2 separate regions of the Oryctolagus cuniculus genome follow, and region 1 is linked to region 2. A link is a contact called in public Micro-C data. All regions are on one chromosome and are shown on one strand. The core of a region is the stretch at or near the end of the contact, and the rest is flanking DNA. Distances in the headings are between cores, read along the strand shown. Region 1 overlaps SLC9A1 (solute carrier family 9 member A1). Region 2 holds the start of SLC9A1 (solute carrier family 9 member A1).

Region 1 (2,700 bases), core at 158-2,657, 39 kb after region 2:
CTGATGCAGCTAGCTGATGCATCCTGGGAGACGGCAGATGATGGCTCAAGTGGTCGGACCCCTGCCGCTTAACCCGGGAGACCCCAGTGGAGTTCCAGGCTCCCGGCTTCAGCCTGGTCCACCCCTGGCTGTTGGTCCACTGGGCATTTGGAGAGTGAACCAGTGGATGGGAGATTCCCTCTCTGTCTCTCTGTTTCTCTGTCTTCCTCCCTCCCTTCCTTTCATGCACATGAAAATAAACATTAAAAACAAAAAAGTGCCCTCATGTGCGCTGTCGCCTGCCGGACTCCCTGGGAGGTATTAGCTTTCGTGGCTGTAGTTGAGACTGGTTGCTGGGGCAGTTGAAGAGGGAGTTAAAGAAATGGAATCGTTGTGCAACCGCAGCTCCCTTGGGACCTGGCCGAGTTGCAGCCCCAGAGCAGTCCTCAGGCCTGGAAATAGGGCGGCAGGGCCCCCAGCGCACCCCTGGGTCCCTGGTGACCAGCCCTGGTGGGCCAAGGAGGCCCTCTTCCCAGCAGTCCCCTCTGACTTCCCAGGCCTGGGGGCAGGGGGCCCTGCGGGGGGTGGGGTCAGGGGTATCTGGTCACCCCGGCAACTGCGCCAGCCTCAGCACACAGCGTTCTCCTGGCGAGGCCCCTACCCACCAGAGCGTGGGGAAGGGTCTGTGAGGCCGCGTGAGCGTGTGTGGGCGTGTGTCTCCACATGCCCCTGCCCCCTGCCCCGGGCAGAGTCCGAAGCATGCCCCCTCCCCCCCGCTCCCCTTCTCTTCTCCCCGCAGAGGCTTTGCCCGTGGCTGGGAGCTGCTGAATTCTACACCTCGTCTGCTTGCTCAGCAGGGCTGGCCGCCCTCACAGGACGCCATGTGGCTTGAGTGGCTGACGTGACTTGGCGTGTCCCGGCTCTCGTGGCAGGCCTGGTCACGGGACTACGGCAGGCTGCTGGCTGCCTTTGAGAATCTGTTTCCCAAACCGCAGGATCGGAGGCCGCCTGCCTCCTCCCCAGCCCTGATTCCACGCTGGTGACGTCACTGCCTCCGCACAGCTGGGGCCTCACTGCCCGGCCTCCTGGGCTTTGGCCACGATGCCAGGCCTTTGTCAGGGGGTTGGGGGCTCCGGCCGTGCATTTGTGCCTCTCTCACCACACTCAGTGTCACAGACCCTGCAGTTTGAGGGGACTCTTCAGAGACGCGGCGTGGGAAGGATTGGAGGGCGGGGAGGACAAGCAGGGACAAGCCGTGGGCTGCTCTCTCCTTCCCCTCCTGGTGACAGCGTGCCCTCCCCCTCCCTGGAGGTGCTTTCCAGTAACCTGCTGCCTACCCCTGGCAGAGTGCCCGGAGAGTACCCAGGCCTTCCTCCTCGGCCTGGGCCTGCCCCTTCCCGCCACAGCCCCGAGAGCCTGTCGGGGCACACGTGGCCCCTGTCTTCCTGGAAGGCATCCTGGGAGTTGGCTTAGCAGAAGAGGTGACCAGGCCCCAGCCCCGTATGGCCTGGCTGGGCGTGTCCAGGAGGAGTGCCAGCTGTCTGGTCACCTGTGAAGGAGGTCCCCGTCCGCGCAGAGCCTCCCAGCCTGAGCCACCTCCGCATCCCCAGTGCCCGGCGTGGCCTGGCACCAGCACTTGAGTAAAGAATAGGTTTCTTCGTTCTGTGCCACGGGCTTGAGAACAGTAGAGAGGAGCTTCCCTAGGCCCTGGGGAAGCTGCCCAGCCTTGCTGAGACCCCAGCTTTGTTTTCTGCAGAATGGGCACGATTCCTGTCCCACAGGGTGGCTGGGGGCAGAGGTGGTGGGAGCCCAGTCCCGGCACGGTGCAGCGTCCTCACGTTCCTGCTCTTGGCTGGCTGCCCGTGCCGGCAGGAGCTATAAACCATCTCGGCTCTGGGTCTCCAGGGCACCGCTTGACGTTTTGTAGGGCCTGGGAAAGCCCCGAGGATTGACCCGATGGCATCGGGGATGGGGAGGCCTCGTTAGAGCGTCCCCTGCTGGTTGGAGATAGAAGCTGTCATCCACCCGCCCCCGGGCTGCCTTTCGCTTCGATTCTGCCTTCTAAGGCATCCGGTGGGGCTGACTCCAGGGCAGGGCCAGGGAGACTGCGGGGGAGGCTAAGTGGCTGCAGCTGTCCTCTGGCCTTGGCCGCTGCCTTCTGGCCCGTACCTGCCTGAACTCTGCTCTAGAACTCCCAGCATCCCTGCTTCCCTCCGGGGCAGCACAGGTTTCTGGGGTAAGGTACCGTTGGCCAGTCTCCCCTACTTCTGCCCAGCTTTCCTGATCCCCTATGGTGCCAGGGAGAGGGAAACATGGGCAGTGAGTAAGTGAAGAAGGTTATGAGGAAGGGAGGCACCAGGGGACTTCTGTCCTAACATGGGCAGACAAGGGTAGTCAGGGAACACTTCCTGGAGGAGGAGGCAGGCAGAAGAATATGGTGAGCCGGCTCCGCGGCTCAATAGACTAATCCTCTGCCTGCGGCGCCGGCACACCAGGTTCTAGTCCCATTCGGGGCGCTGGATTCTGTTCCAGTTGCCCCTCTTCCAGGCCAGCTCTCTGCTGTGGCCAGGGAGTGCAGTGGAGGATGGCCCAAGTGCTTGGGCCCTGCACCTGCATGGGAGACCAGGAGAAGCACCTGGCTCCTGCCTTCGGATCAACGCAATGCACCAGCTGCAGCGCACTGGCCGCAGCGGCCATTAGAGGGCGAACCAACAGCAAAAG
Region 2 (2,700 bases), core at 103-2,602:
TCTAACCTCCAGCGCCTGCAGACATGGCCTCATTGGGATAAGGTCTTTGAAGATGATAAAGTTAAAGTGAAGTTCCTAGGGTGGATGCCTCATCCCACCCGGCCAGTGTCATCGCGAAAAGGGAAATCTGGCCGAGACAGAGCGCAGGAAGAGCTCCGGCGAAGACGGGAGGTATGCTGCCACAACCGCGACCCAGAGGCTGCCAGCAGCCAGAAGGCAGCAGGGAGGCACGGAATAGTCCCCGCAGCCCTCAGCGGAAGCCATCCCTGACTCATTTCCCACCTCGAGGCTCCTGTCGCTACAACCCACTTTGCAGTGCCTTGTGGGGCATCCCTGGCAAACCAAGACAACCAACCATCCGGGCGCTAGCTGAGGAGCTGTTTCCGTGTCTGTAAAACTGTCAGGGTGTGAGCAGAACACCTTACCTGGATCATCTCATTTAAGCATCCGCGTATTTCCTCTGATACATGCGCTACCACCTCCACGTTACAGGTGAGAAAGGCAGGATACCGGGAGGTGAAGTACCTTGCTCAAGGTCACGTGTTAACTAAATACGGAAGAGAAAAGCGCATCTTCTATAGGAGCACGGGGAGGCTTTCATGAACCTGCAGATGTGACAGAACCTTGTAAGTAGTACAGTGTTTTACCCGTGTTAGACTCTTGGGACTTTGATTCTGGACTTTGCTTTTTTTTTATTTTTTTATTTTTTTTGCCATCTCTGAGTCTCCTTCCTTTTCCTACGCGATACTTCCTTCCCTTGGCGACAGGGGCCGCTGCACCGCGCGGGCGCTGACAGGTCCCTCTAGGCCGCTGCACCGGCTGCTCGCTGGTGCCTATAAGTGGCAGCGCCGGGCTCAGCGAGGCATCAGTCTGCCGCTGCCGAGGGGCTGGCATCTGGGCTGGATGTAGCATTGGAGCTGGCCGCGCGGGAGCTGCAGCTGGGCCGGGGCGCGCAGCGCTGCGCCGCGCCGGGGCCGCACCGACGGGCGTGTTGCTGCTGGCCCACCGGGAGCCGCCCCCCGCCCGCGTCGAGGCGCCTTCCCTCCAGGCCGCCTGCCTCCGCCTTCCGCCTCCCTCCATTTCCCCGGAATCTCGGCCGGACGCGCCCGGACCCCGGCCCTTCTCTGCAGGGGGAAGCTCCGGGCTGCCTTCCGGCCTCACTTCCTCACAGCCCGGCCCGCCACCCCCAGCCCTCTCTTTTTCTCCTTCCTGGACCGGCGACCGTCCCCTCCCTCTAGCTCAGACTCCCTCCCCCTTCCCCTAGCCGAGTCCCAGGTCCTCAGTCAGTTTCCTGAGCCGGAGGTGCCAGCCTGCCTTCTTTCCCTCCCCCGGGCTCCCCCCATCCCGTCCCTTGCTCTGTCCCTAGGGCGCGCTCTTCTGCCTCTCTGCCTCTCCCAGGTCTGCAGCTCCGGACCTTTTGGTCTCCTTCCGTGGTCCTTTCTGGGTCCCTGTCCCTTTCCCCAGTTTGGAGTTGCAGATCAGGAAGCCAGACTCCCTCCACCCCCAGAGGACTGCTCCTACAAAACTTGACTCTATAACATGAACTCCTCCTAGGGACCAGCCCTGTCCCCTCCCTCCCCCTCCCCCTGCTCCCTATGTCCCAGGTCTCACTCTCACTTCGCTAAGGGTCTTGGCCTGCTGGGCGGAGGGCGCAGCACCATGCTTCTGTGGTCAGCTGTCCGTGGCCTCTCTCCACCTCGGATCGTCCCCTCCTTGCTGGTGGTGGTGGCCTTGGCGGGGCTGCTCCCTGGCCTCAGGAGCCATGGGCTCCAGCTCAGCCCCACTGACAGCACCACCCCAGACTCGCAGCCTTCACGGGAACGCTCCATTGGGGATGTCACCACCGCCCCACCGGAAGTCACCCCCGAGAGCCGCCCCGTGAACCGTTCGGTCACTGAACATGGCATGAAGCCGCGGAAGGCCTTTCCAGTCCTGGGCATTGACTACACACACGTGCGCACCCCTTTCGAGATCTCCCTCTGGATCCTGCTGGCCTGCCTCATGAAGATAGGTAAGTCCAGTCCGCTCTGACCCCGCCGCCGCCGGCCTGGTGAGCTTCTGTCCCATCCCTAGCCATTTGAGGCTGCCCAGGAGTTGACATCTGAGCCACTCCTGTAACGCAGGCAGCCTCCGTCCTGCCGCCTGGGTCCTTGTCAAACACCACCTTCCATGGTGGCCTCCGTGGTCTGAGGCCTCCCAAGACCAGGGCCAGCACCGTGCATGGGGACAGGGGGAGAGCAGGATTCGAGAACGAGATGCGTCTGACACTAAGTACCTTCGGCAAGGATTCTGGGCCAGGCGGGTCTCTGGCTGGGCCAGGCCCAGGGGAAGCCAGGCTACCAGGCATGTGGCACTTTCTGTTCTGTCAACAGCACCCAGCACGATTTATGCCACGCCTCACGGGAGGGCGTGCCTGGACGGCGGATGGTTCTGCTTGGCCTGCCTGAGGAGCCTGTGTGTCGGGGGCACCTGGGCGCAGGAGGCTTACAAGTGTAGTAGAACGCGAGGGCGCATCGACTGCCTTCCTGCCCGGAATGTTACCTGTGAGCGCTGCCTGCCTGGGCTGGTTAGCAGAGCCTGAGTCAGCTTCTGGCCCAGAAGTGCCACCCGCCAGATAGTTTATGGGGCAGCGGGCCCTGGGCTTTTCTGAAGTCCGTTTTGGGGGTGGGGAGTGTGGGGAGGGTTGAGGCTTGGTCACAT

The links. Hi-C and Micro-C count contacts between places; a contact is called where the count stands out from the background.
Region 1: a Micro-C map of ear pinna shows a contact between it and region 2, with 5 times the contacts expected there. The contact joins the enhancer-like site here to the promoter of SLC9A1 in region 2. A contact is called at or near these places in 4 of 6 Hi-C or Micro-C datasets (ear pinna, psoas muscle, skin fibroblasts and 1 more).

Annotation. Positions count from the first base shown.
Region 1 is chr7:144,444,189-144,446,888 of mOryCun1.1, forward strand. All of the region lies in intron 1 of SLC9A1 (solute carrier family 9 member A1), which reads left to right. Among named protein-coding and RNA genes, the nearest start is that of SLC9A1, 39 kb to the left of the region's middle. Within about 2 kb of position 1,408, at least 4 of the 8 cell types and tissues checked have an H3K27ac peak or open chromatin away from gene starts, as enhancers often do. A contact at or near this core is called in ear pinna, where this site is marked.
Region 2 is chr7:144,405,568-144,408,267 of mOryCun1.1, forward strand. It overlaps SLC9A1 (solute carrier family 9 member A1), which reads left to right and starts at 1,353. Exons shown (of 12, transcript NM_001101721.1): 1 at 1,353-2,011. The coding sequence starts at 1,660.